Linked DNA regions of Sus scrofa: regions 1 and 3 are each linked to region 2. Evidence: chromatin contacts called from public Hi-C and promoter capture Hi-C data. All regions are on one chromosome and are shown on one strand. The core of a region is the stretch at or near the end of the contact, and the rest is flanking DNA. Distances in the headings are between cores, read along the strand shown. Region 1 holds the start of TXNDC16 (thioredoxin domain-containing protein 16). Region 2 holds the start of FERMT2 (fermitin family homolog 2). Region 3 holds the start of PSMC6 (26S protease regulatory subunit 10B).

Region 1 (3,818 bases), core at 1,245-3,744, 400 kb after region 2:
TGTAAGGATTGCTAGTCACTCTGAGGTAAATAATATCTGAAGCTAGAGGAAAGCTTTACTGATGAGATGTCACTGGTAGTCTATCAGAAATTGTGTTAGGAAGAATGCAATGTATCAGTTTAGCTATAAAGGATAGAGGTGTTATAACAGCTTAACAACTAGAAGATCAGGACACCTTCAAATAAGTGACATGACAACAGCATGTTTATTTGATTTATGATTACCTACGCTTTTTATTTCTGCTTATTGTTTTGGTTTTTGTCATTGTATTGCTTGGACTTCCAAATGATGGGGCATTCAAGTTGAATTTGTTACATACTCTGAATTGTTGTTTTTAGCAGAGTTAAAAGCTGAAGTTATGACTGTTCTTTTAAAATTATGCATTCTACTTCCTAGCTATTAGGAGTGAAAAGAGTTGGTTTACGCAGGAAATATAAACACTTAATCTGCCTCAATTTTTTTTAACTTTTGTTCATAACTATGTTAATTCTCATCACCTCCAAAAGCCTTTGAGAGGATTAGCTGCAGAGACCAATATTGTTCTATATTAGTCAGTATTAAGCATATGATGTCATCTTGTTTCCTCCCCGCCTCAAGCTTTTTTTTTTTTTTTCCAGAGGGGAGGGGAGGGGGGATTTTTTTTTTTTTTTTTTTTTTGCAATTCTCAAAATTCCTTAGCTTAAATACCACTAGCTGGCACACATGATTGACAACCTTACACTCTCAAACCTGTTTGAAATGGGTCAAATACCTAAGTGCTGCAGAACAATGCAATCCAACCAGCAATTCCTCAAGAAAGAGAAAGGGGGTGTGATTAGGTTCCAGCTATTAAGCAACTTATTGCAAAAACAGTTTGGTGGTTTGTTTCTGTAACAGGCGCAGGCTAAGCTAATATTTTATCTCTTAATTAGCTTAAACAAACAAACAAACAAAACCCAGGCTGCAAAAAGATAAGATAAATACCCAAAGCATGAAGCGACTGGGGCAAACACTGGGATTTTTTTACGGAGGTCTTTATACTGACCCTCCGCTTTGGTTATTGATAATTAACCCCGCCGGGGAACCAACGAAAGGAATCTGTGTGAGGCTTATCGAGCCACGGGAAAGGAGAGGCAGGAGGGAATATAAGCTTCTAATAAAAGAAACGCAGCAACAATAGCAGAGGAACAGCTCTGCCTGGTGACGTAATGGCTGGCAGCAGTCCAGCTTCAGCAGAGCTGCTGCTACCTCAGCATCCAACCTCTCTCAACACAGTCCAGCTTCGGCAGAGCTACCGGGGCTGCTACTTCTTGCGATGCCACTTTGTTGGTACCACCGATACCTTCCCTTACAGGGCCAGGACGCCGAACAAAGGCTGGTCCTGCTCTCTTAAGTTGTCGGAACACACTCTCACTCACTCATCCCCCTCCAAGCCCTTCAGTCGCCGAGCCGATCGGCGGCTCAAGTTTAGGGCGAGAAGCCTGGCACACAATCCGGGCGTACCTCAGTCTCCCCGGGCGACTCTCGGTCCGCACCTCCCTACCCCAGCCCCCACCGGTCCCTAGCCCAAGTTGAAAGCTGCGGCCCCGTTCTCCCGCCCGGCCCAGCGTGCCGGTCCTCCCGCCTTACCTCCGCCAGGTAGAGGTTGAGGAGACAGAGCGTGGAGAACTGGAGACAGGAGGGGAAGCAGTAGAGCAGCCAGTGGGGGAAGAAGTGCAGGTGAGCGGGCGGCCGGAGCAGGGGCAGGGAGCCGCTGAGCGAGAAGGCGGCGGAGAAAAGGGTGGTCCTGAGCGCTGCCCACAGGAGACAGAGAAAGAGGCAGAGGCTCTGGTAACTCAGGCGCCGCTCGCGATACAGGAGCAGCCGCCACAGCTGCAGGTAGGCAAAGGCGAAGAGAGCGGCGTAGAGCAGGGCGTGCAGGATGCTCAGCGCCAACTGTACCGAGCCCGGCACCGCGGCGCCTGAGGCAGCAGCGACGGCGCCTCCGCCTCCGCCGCTCCCGCCGGGCGTCGAGGGCTCGCGGCTGGCCGCCGGACCCGGCACGGACACCCTCATGAGGGGGTTGTGGGGCGGGCGAGGGAGCGCGGGAAGGAAGGGGCCGGACTCGGAGCCGCCGTCGAGGGGAAGAAGGATGACTCCCTGACCCCCCACCCACCCCAACCTCCAACCCCAGGAAGCGCCGTGACAGGACCTGGAGCCCCGCGGAGAGCAGCCGCGGCTCCCCGGACCCCGCCTCCTCTCCCCGCCCCACCCCCCCGGGGGTCTCTGCTCCTCCTGCAGCGGCTCCGCTCGGTAGCTGCAAAAAACAACTCTCGGCTGGAGACAATCAGCTGAGAAACCCGAGCATTTGAGGCGCTCGCTCCGCACCGTGGGCTCGCGCGGATTGGCCCAGGTGGGCACGCCCCCTGCGCGCCGCACTCGGAAGACTACAGGCGGCAGGACCCGTCGCTCCAGGGTCTCACGATCTGATTGGACGCTTCCTTTCTCCGCTTTCTCCCTCCTCTTCACTTCCCACCCACACTGTCGATTGGCCCAGCAACTGCGCTGCCCGCTCGCGCCGGCGGGCGGACTAGGTTGTGGCCTGTCACTGGGGCTTCTCTCACTCCTCCCCCTGCGCTTCCCTTTGGCTGGAGAGGCCTCACGTAAGGCCCACGAGGAGAGGGAGGAGCTTCGCGGCTTGTTTTTTCCCTGCCGGCTGATACAGCCGAGCTGTGGTGGCTGCAGGCGTGGAGGGCGGGAGCGCTGCAAACTCGCAGGTGTGGGGAGCGGTTCGGTGCAGCGAAGCAAGCGGGGCATGACCCCGCCTTCTGCTTCTTCTCTTTCAAGTGGCGGGAACTGTCGGCCAGCCGTCCGGGTCCCAGCCCGCAGGTCTTGTCCTCCGGTCTCCGAGTAGGTAGGTGGCAGCGCCGCTCCTACAGGCGACGGGCTGTGGTTTCTGCCTGCAGAGATTCAGCCCTGGTGGCTCTTCCCCGGCAGGGGCCGCACCGGCTAACTCTGGAGTTTGGCTTAAAAGGGGCCTCACCTAGATCCTTCTTTAGAGACGTTTTTGTTTCTTCTCCCCCCCGCCCCCCGGGGGCGTGAGCGGCAGTTAAAACGTGAGCCCTTCGTGGGGAGGGGGCAAGGGATGAGGCGAAGGCTGAACAGAAGCGCTAAAAGACCCTTTCATCCCTCGGGAAATGTCCCAGAAAAAAGAGTGATACTAGGATGAGATGGATATGGACGCGATCTCCGAGTAGGGGAAGGTGGGTCTTTGAAACTTCGAATTTGAAAAGATGCTGTAGGCATAAGTTCAGTCAACCAGGCAGAAACAGAATTATAAGCCTTTGATGAATGTCTGGAGAGGAAAAAGAATAGTCTGTGCTTCTTAAATTCCCCATGTATTCCTTCAAGCCTTGGTCTGGTATGGGGTGGATGGCTGCGCTATTTTTAGGGCTCAGAGAGATACAAAACAAATGCTGTATGTCACATGCTGCTGAAAATTAGTGAAAATAAATAGATCTAAATAGATCTTCCACGTATATTGAACTAATATTTATTGACTTTTTTTGGGAAGGTGTTTGGTAAGGAAAAGAGCAAAGTAGTGCAAAGCGATGAGAGAATAATTTGTGTTCCCCTTAGAATGGGTGGCACATCCAAATTAAGTATCCCCGTGAAAGACTGTTAGATTTGCTGGTGCAGCCAAGACTCAGCCTTTCCTAACTCACTATTCTAAGGAGAGTGTTGGTACCTTCTTTCCTAGCTACCTGATCCACGGGGGACTTAAAAGTTTCTCGTGTTCCAGGTTCTGGGACAGAAGTTCACTCAGGCACCAGATGCTGCTCTGTTCTGGGTTCTGTGTA
Region 2 (4,296 bases), core at 1,251-3,750:
GAGGCAGAACATTTCACAAGGTGATGTGAAGTTCAAGCTTTTTTTTTTTCCTAAGTATCACTCAGCATGGTTTTCTACAAAAAGCTTTTTATAATCTGGAGCAGAAATTCCAACAGTACCTTTCCTTCCCCTTGAAGTAGTGATTTCGTTGTTATCTCAGAGGCTTTCTTTAGGTCTGTGTCTCCTCAGCAAATCATCCTTGTTGCTCAGTTTGGCAATCCTTTTCTTGACGTTTCCAGTGAAGGCCCACTTCTATCAAAAGAAAAGTAGCCCCTGCAATCTTCTTTCCCATTCTTAGTTCGCATTCCATGCCCCTTGATTTCTACCTCCTTAGTAGCTTTACCAGTTTTGGCAGTCCCTGAGACAAAGAGAGAATTCTGCTCACCTGGTTATTTGACAGGAATAATTCATTACATTTCATCTTGCTGGCCTTGAATGGCATTTTTAAATGCATTTTAAACTAACCCTTACCCATTCACATTCATACAAACCTTCCCTTATTTTCTCCTAACCCCAAGCTCTCTTTCCCTTATTTTCTCCTAACCCCAAACTCAGTGGTTATATTTTGTATTAACCGTTTAAGAATGTAAAGCACAATTTAAGTAGACTCAGAGAAGAAGCTGAAGTCAACCTGCGGATTACTAAACCCGAGGGCTGCATTTGACGGCAGATCTGCGAGGTATCATTTGGTCTAAACCTAAGCCCAGTGCTTGGGACCTTATTTGGATATTGCTGCTTTCAATGCTTGAGCCGTTCTTCCAAACACTGGAGTTCTCGGCTACTTTTCAGTATGATGTAAGTACCACAAGTATTGCACTGTCTTAGAGGTTCTAGTAGGGGATTTCAGATAAGATTCCACATCTGAACACACTAGGAAACATTAGGTGGAAGTAACATTTAAGAAATGCATTTGAAGGTCTCACTTGACAATCTAGGAAAAAAAATCCCCAGTTTCAGAGATTCAAGTCTGACTCCTCTTTAATCTTCAAAGCAAGAAACAGCTTGAAATACTCAAAAAGAAGGCTAAAGAGACCAGCTGCATCCTTCTCAATCTATTGCTCCAATGGTTCTTTCGAAGGTCCTTGGCTTCCTGTGCTTTATACGGCTCAGACACAAACTGCTGATTTTCTAAACTAGTAAAGTCTCTTATAAAGCAATAATTAAGCTGTTTCAAATGCTAAGAAATGGGGCTGTTATATGCAATGTTATCCCACCCCCTGCTCCCTCTCCTTTAGGAAACACTCAGAGAAGTGGGCAGCAGTCAGAGAAGTCGGCGAGGTGGTGGGAGATTGTTCAGAAAGTAACTCACTGAAGAGTGAGGCAAGAACCAGAATGTGGAAACTGAGTAGTAAAATGGTTTCTTAGACGACAGTTGACTTCGACAAATTTGTCGGAAGGAAAGGATGTGCATATTTTTGGTTCTGAAAGGCATGTTTGAGAAACCATAGTTATTCGGAGCTTATGGGAGCACTTGCAAAGGTCTTAAGGTACAATTCTTATCTTCATTCCCGGCTCCATTTTAAATCTCGAACCCTTGCTTCCTGTCCTTTTTTTCCTCCTTGTTTTGTGCCATGTATGCTATCTCAAAGTTTATGTATCCTTATACATTGCCACACATCCCTGCGGGGATAAAGTGTAGAAATAAATATGTAGATTTACAAGTCAGGACTTCCCCGGTACTGAAATATCTCCATGGGGCAGAACTAGTGTGTCCTGGACATCTGTGTTAATTTGATACCAGCATGTTTTCCATTTTCTTTGTGCAGTGCAAAGAATCTGAAGTCCCTGCTATCCAAGAACTTATAATTTACTGGGGGATTTTAAAAAACACATAAGGAAACCCCCAAAAGTCCTGTCCAGGTGTCCAATAGCTACTCTATCAGTTGTGTCTATCGTTTTGAATGTAATGGCATGTCCATGGAAATTGATATGCTGAATGTAATTCAAGGCAGTAACAGACAAGTCTTGAATGCAAAGCCTGAATGAAAATGAAGAAGAGGGAAAAACAAAACAACAACAAAAAAAAACTCTTATTATCTCAACACCAGAGAGCTTCTTAATATTTTGGTGTATTTCCTTTCAGTCTTTTTTCTCTGCTCTGAATATTTAAGACAAAATATGCTCGTGATTTTACAACTACATGTACATATTTTTTAACCCTAACAAGTTTTTCTCTACTTTATTAAAAAACATTTTCCTCGATATTTTCAACACCGCAATTTACATAGACGTTCCCTCCTCTCTGGTTGTCCATACTGCTTCCAAGTGAATGATTTGGAACATCCATGAGTAGAAATAGAGATTAGAGACTACAGACTCGAGGCATCAATTTCTCCATGATGAGTAGCTGAAAATACTGTAGTGTTTTACCCTATTTTTGGTGCCAAACCTCTGGCATCTGACTAAATTTCGCTGCTTCTCTTTCATTCTTTTATGGGTTCCACCCCTTTCTTGAGGCCTCTAACCTCGTTTCCCAATTGTGTTGCTGAACACATCGTTGTTTGCGGGGAGGGGGAGGTCCTCTTCGAAGAGACTGACACAGGTTCAAGAAGACTTTGAGACTTTTAAAAACTGGGGTCTTTTATGGAATCTGGGACATTTTATCCGAGTCTCCCTGACTTAAATTTGTTGAGCCATGCTTTTGCCAGCGAGGCACTTTCCCCCGCTAGCTGCTTCTGACTGGCTCCCTCTCCCCAGAGTGTGGCAGTAAAAGGGGGAAGTGGAAGAAAATTGGGAGCAGGAGGACCGTTCTCCATCACTGGTCAGCGTCAACAGGTAAAGCTCTTTATTTCTTCCAGTACCTGCTGGCCCCGGTCCGGAGCTATTAAAATTCCTTCAAGGTGTGGCTGAGGGTGGGGTAGAGGATGTATATCGATCTAAACGCCTTAGTAGACTGTTAGTTCTAAATTGCATATTTAAAAACATACAAATACGTACAGAGTTGAAGAGGCTGCAGAAACAGTTTTCGAATAAAACTCACTTCCCTGATTTGCACTCCCCCCCCATACGAGCATCGTAGAACCTATGTGACTCACTTCTGGTTGGAGCTTCCTAATGGGTTAAGAGCGCAAGCAAACTCTTAGGAGTCCAGTAGGAGTTGCTGGTTGTGCCGGACATTGCTTGCAAAGCAATTTTTGTGGTTCAACTCCCTTTGGGTTTTTTCATTCTTTTGTCGGATGTTCACGGAGCTGGCTTGGGCATTTACTTTTTAAAAGTTTTTATGTCCCCAACCCCCAGTTCCAGCTCCCGGAGAGCGGCACCTCTCATCGCCCCGAGACTTTTGGGCTCGCTCCAGACGTGGGGAGGGGGCGGGGGACTTTGTTCCCTGAAAACGACCTTGTCCTGGGAATTTCCTGTAACCATTTCTCACGGACCGGCCCCCTCATCCAGCTGGAAGCCAAGACACCCGCCGCCGCGGGCGCTCGCCGAGCCTGAGACCCGAGCGCTGCAAGGAGCGCCCAGCGCCCACCCGCGCTGGGTAGGAGGCTTCTGCGTTCCCCGAGCTCCCCCTCCTCAGGTCCCGCCGGCGAGAGCCCGGATGTTGGACTCAATCCCTACGCCGGGTCCTTCATTTCCATAAAAGGGCAGCGGATCGGCGGGGCCGAGATTGCTGCCACCGCGGGCGCCCCCCGCCTCCCCCGCACAGCTCGCTCCCCCGCCGTGCGCCGCCCCGCCCCCCACCCGGGAGTCCAAGCGGCTCTGGCCCCCAGCGGGGCCGCTGGGGACTGTGGGGGAGGGGCGAGGCGGCTGGACCCGCTGCGGGCAGCTCCGCGGGGCGGGGAGGAGGGAGCTGGCGCGCCCGGCCTGAGCTGGACTGGGATTGAGGGGGCGGGGAGAGAGGGGTGGAGCACGGAGGGAGAGGCGAGGGGCCGTGAAGAGCGGACTCCATTAGTCGCTCCGGCCGGGAGGCAGCGCTTGCCTGCTGAGGTGGGGACCCGACGCCGCCGCTCGGCGAGCCGCCGCCCCCGCGCCTGTTGCAGCGCGAGCCCGGGCTTGGGAGCGCGAGGAGCTGGAGGAACGCGCGGTGAGGGGCCGGGCCGGCGGGGACTGAGGAGGAGGGCGGGTGGGGGAGCGGACTGTGCAGTCCGCGGGCGGCGTCTCCCGCCCTGGGTGCGGCCGGCAGGCAGGTGAAGCCCGCCGCGGTCCGCTAGGCGAGGGCCGCTAGCCTGAGGCCGCGCGGGGCTGGCGGGCGGGCTGCGCCGCGTCCGCCAAGGGCCGCGGCGGGGCGGGAGCGTGGAGCGGCCGCCGGGAAGCGGCGCGGGGCGCAGAATCCTGCCCGCAGCAGGGCCTGCGGCC
Region 3 (4,262 bases), core at 1,558-4,057, 280 kb after region 2:
TTTGACTTATAATATTATATTGGTTTCTGGTATATAATAAGATGAATCAGTTATACATATAGCCATTCTTTTTTCCCATATAGGTTACTACAAATTATTGAGTAAATTTCCCTGTGCTATATAGGATGTTCTTGTTAATTCCTATTTTATACAGTAGTGTGTATTTCCCTTCCTCCCAATTCATCCCTCCGCTCCCTACAATTTCCCCTATGGTAACTATAAAGTTTAATTTTGAAGTCTGTGACTGTTTCTGTTTTGTAAATAAATTATTTTGTATTGTTTTTCATTAGATACCCATATAAGTGATATGATATTTGTCTTTGTGTGACTTACTTAGTATGATAATCTCTAAGTCCATCCATATTGCTGCAAGATGCATTATTTCATTCTTTTCATAGCTGAGTAATATTCCATTGTACATATGTACCATATAAGTAACATTTTTTATATTTAAATATAAAATATTACTTATAAGGTCTAATACTTTCATGTCAACATTAAAACAATCTGAGGAGTTCCCATTGTGGCTCAGTGGTAACGAACCCAACTAGTATCCATAAGGACGCAGGTTTGATCCCTGGCCTTGCTCAGTGGGTTAAGGATCCAGCGTTGCCATGAGCTGTAGTGTAGGTAGCAGACACAGCTGGGATCTGGCGTTGCTGTGGCTGTGTGTAGGCCAGTGGCTACAGATCTGATTTGACCCCTAACCTGGGAACCTCCATATGCCATGGGTGTGGCTCTAAAAAAAGACCAAAAAAAAAAAAAAAGAAAGAGAGAAACAATCTGAGGTATTTTTTCAGTTCTAAAATTCTTTGATTTCTTAGTGTGTAGAACTTAGTGAGGCAATGCAATTCAGTAGAAAGTAGAAACTACCAGGAGTCAAATCCATAGTTCAGGCTTTGCTAACAATTACATATGTCTAAACAAGTTACCTTTGGGAGTTATGAGCATAATGCCTGACTTGCTTACCTTAAGAATTAAATAACTTAGAGGAAAGTGCTTTGTCAGTTATAAAGCACTATACAAATAAATTGTTACCTGTCGACGACAACCCACAACATATCTTGGTCCATTTGTAGCTTTAACAATGACTAGAGAAAGAAAATTAAAAAACAAATTGAAAACTACAAAGTAAAAAAAATGAATATACCTACACTGATGGAAGGTTGAGTTTTATCTCTGTTCGCCAAAGGACAATAATTGAAAGAAAATTTAGTCTATGCAAGAATGTTATCTACCTCATTACAGTTATAAAAATAATAAGCATTTCAAAAGATGGTGGTGGGAGGAGAGTCTACTCTTTTTTTCTTTACCAATTAACAATCTAATACACTTACATTTTTCTTCAGTTAATTGCTTAAGTACTTCACCCACAATCTAAAAAGAAAAAAAAAAAAGCATTACTTTTTGCCAAGAACTAAAAAAGCAAAGCAAATTACCATCACCCTCTCATCCCAAGCTCCATTACCTACCTGTCCGACACTTTGTAGGGCCTTCAGATCATTTTCAGACTTTTCATACTGCTTGGTAAGTTCTTTTAATTGTTCCCTTACTGAAATAATATAATTTGAATATTTTAAATTAAATAATCCTAGCCAGTGTGTTTGTCACTAGGTCTCACTTTACTTAAATTCAAGTCTATTTCACTTTACATATATTTCATATCCACTCTATCGAACCACACACACACACACACACACGCACAATACCGTTTGCAGATGACATGTTTAAAAACGAAATGTTGCAGAGAAATTACCACATTTTTCTTTTCTTGGTCGTAAATACTTACTTTGAGCACATTTTAGGTTACACTTTTAACAGATATTGACATTCTGACACTTTCAATTTGAGATCACAAATTCGAATGATAAAAGAGTTAGAGCCTTCCTCACTTCTCCACTTACCCACACGGATTGTTACTCTCTGGTTTTCTAACCCATATGAAGTCCACAGGTGCGGCGCTCCACAAAATTATATGGTTATGGTCTTCCCCCATTTAATTAAATCACTCAGGCTTTTCACTGACGGTACACTAAGAAAAAATCCTAACAATCTTTTCAGTTCAGGAAGAAAGGGAACTTTGTGTACCATGTAGAGTACTACTCAAAACACGACGAAAGAAGAGGAGGGCTATTATTGACCGATGGATCCCTTCTCTCTAAAGCTCTGTGTTGGGCTTTCCACTCCGCTAACGAGCCAACTTCCCGAGTTTCATCTCTTGCTTTGGTTTGCTTAACTCTTTTCCCCGCTCCGGGTCCCAGGACTCCAACAACACTGCACTCCTTACCTCAAACTGGGAAACATCCCTGACCCACTTCTTCCCCACTCCTCCTCTGGTCATCTACACTTCCATCTCAGAACTGGGGGTGTTCTCTCTGTCACCTGGACCAGTCTGGGCCATTTCTACGCCCGAAGAGGCTCCGCTTTTCAAGCACAGGGAGGGATGACAAAGCGCCTTGTCCCCAGACCGAGGCCTTCTCATTCCCGGTGCTCGGCTGCCGAGCTCGGCCAAAGGCCTCTGCTTTGTCATAGACAGAAGCGAGTTCAGACACGAGATTATATGGAAAGAAAGGTGCACTCACACTCCTTGAGACGGCCATCGATCTCCTTGTGCTCCAGCAGCTTCTTGCGGTAGTCCTGAAGCGCCTTATCTCTAGGGTCCGCCATGATGAGAAGCCGTCGCTCATAGGGGATGTCGGGAATGGCCATGGCCGCCTGGGCGGGGGAAGGGGCGGGGCGAGGGAGAACAGCCTCCCTGGAAGGGCGGGTTTGCGGGCGACCCCGCCCCTTCCGGTTGGCCCGCCTCTGCACTCCTCTTCCGGAACTTCTATGCCTCCTTCACTAGGGCTCCGCAGTGAGTTAAAGGAGGCCTCCGGCCACACTGTCCCCTGCTGGTCCGCTTGGGTAAAGCAAGGCCCTGATCTGGTGTATCTGAGAAGCCTTGATATGCTTGAGTCACTGCCCTCTTGGAACCACAAAAGGCTGTAGTAAACTGAGATGGAAGTGAAATAGAGAATATACATATCTCTCTAATATATATAGCTCTACTGGCTTCTCAGTAAAACAAGGATAGCTTCTTGGTAAAGAACAATAATATCCAGGTGAAGTAAGAGGTAGATGGGCCCCTGGGCTGAGAACAGCTGGGACTTCTTAGGTCAAGCAAATTGGGCCTTGTTTCTTTTTGGCACTTCAAGGAAAAAGTTAATTGCAGGAGCAGAGCTCTACTGGAGTAGAAAGATAAGATGACCACTTTAATCACTCCTGGGGTAAAGAAGACCTCCCCAATTACACATGCACAGTAAGATTCCTAGGGGGTCAGAAAAGGAGGAGGCACCAGGCCATAATAAGTCCTGATACCTGCTTAGCACACTTTGCTTTGGAATCCATCTTTACCAAAAGGTACGCACATATACTGGGAAGGGTCCTGTGTCCAGTCAGGTGTGAGAAATAAATAAGATAATTAGCCAAAGGTAAAGAAAGATCCAGAAGAATTGTGCTATATAAGTGATTTAAATCACCTCTCTGGTGTGCCCCTCACTCAGGGGACGCCTGCACCCGCACTCCTCTTTGGGGTGTGTATTACTTCTCTGCTTCTGACTTAAACTGCTTCTTTGTGTGCTTTCCCATATGTTGTACTGTGACTCTAACAATAAACTTTATACCTATTTTCACAGTCTTTGCCTCCCTGAAATGTTCTTGCTTTCAACAAGGGGCAAAAGTTAGGGCAATTCTACTTTTCACCTCTAGCTAGTCTAGTGGCTAGGATTCCTGGTTTTTTATCCAGGCTGCCCAGGTTCAATTCCTGAGCAGAAAAATAAGATCTCTCTCCAAGCCAACACTCATTGCTGTCTCTCCAAAATCACAGGATTTCAGGATACAGAAGGAGTAGGGTATTCATTTATTTACTCAGTGAATGAGGCATTACTAAGGGTTTGATCTGGTGAGGAGATAAAAAATAATAATTTCAAAGTGTAATAAATACTGTATTATAATGAAAAGAAACCATGGTGGAGGAAAATGAGAGAAAGATAGAACTACTTTAGGACAGATATCTGCAAGAAGGGGCCAGCCAAGCAACAAACTGTAGAAAAAAACCTTTCAAACAGAAGAAACAGCAGCTACAAAGACCTTAAAGTGAAAAAGAGATTTACTCATTTCTTGGAACAGGAAGGAGACCAACAAAACCAGAAAGGGGCGGGTCGTAGAAATGAGGGGCTCAAGAGGCTGAAGTAAGCTAAGAAACTTGAAGTTAGATAGAACTG

Evidence for each region. Promoter capture Hi-C pulls out the DNA fragments that hold promoters and counts their contacts. Hi-C and Micro-C count contacts between places; a contact is called where the count stands out from the background.
Region 1: a contact with region 2 is called in a Hi-C map of fetal skeletal muscle, with 2.1 times the contacts expected there. The contact joins the promoter of TXNDC16 here to the promoter of FERMT2 in region 2. A contact is called at or near these places in 2 of 47 Hi-C or Micro-C datasets (fetal skeletal muscle and heart right ventricle) and 1 of 2 datasets of contacts at active chromatin or transcription factors (skeletal muscle).
Region 3: a contact with region 2 is called in a promoter capture Hi-C map of liver, with 3 times the contacts expected there. The contact joins the promoter of PSMC6 here to the promoter of FERMT2 in region 2. A contact is called at or near these places in 2 of 5 promoter capture datasets (fetal liver and liver), 5 of 47 Hi-C or Micro-C datasets (heart right ventricle, liver and skeletal muscle) and 1 of 2 datasets of contacts at active chromatin or transcription factors (skeletal muscle).

What each region holds. Positions count from the first base shown.
Region 1 is chr1:182,201,724-182,205,541 of Sscrofa11.1, reverse strand. It overlaps TXNDC16 (thioredoxin domain-containing protein 16), which reads left to right and starts at 2,494. Exons shown (of 21, transcript XM_021102004.1): 1 at 2,494-2,872. GPR137C (integral membrane protein GPR137C) reads right to left here and starts at 2,357. Exons shown (of 7, transcript XM_005659957.3): 1 at 1,609-2,357. The coding sequence starts at 2,034.
Region 2 is chr1:182,605,094-182,609,389 of Sscrofa11.1, reverse strand. It overlaps FERMT2 (fermitin family homolog 2), which reads left to right and starts at 2,500. Exons shown (of 18, transcript XM_021102113.1): 1 at 2,500-2,775.
Region 3 is chr1:182,327,615-182,331,876 of Sscrofa11.1, reverse strand. It overlaps PSMC6 (26S protease regulatory subunit 10B), which reads right to left and starts at 2,807. Exons shown (of 14, transcript XM_001928747.5): 1 at 2,583-2,807; 2 at 1,473-1,552; 3 at 1,338-1,377; 4 at 1,039-1,091. The coding sequence starts at 2,709.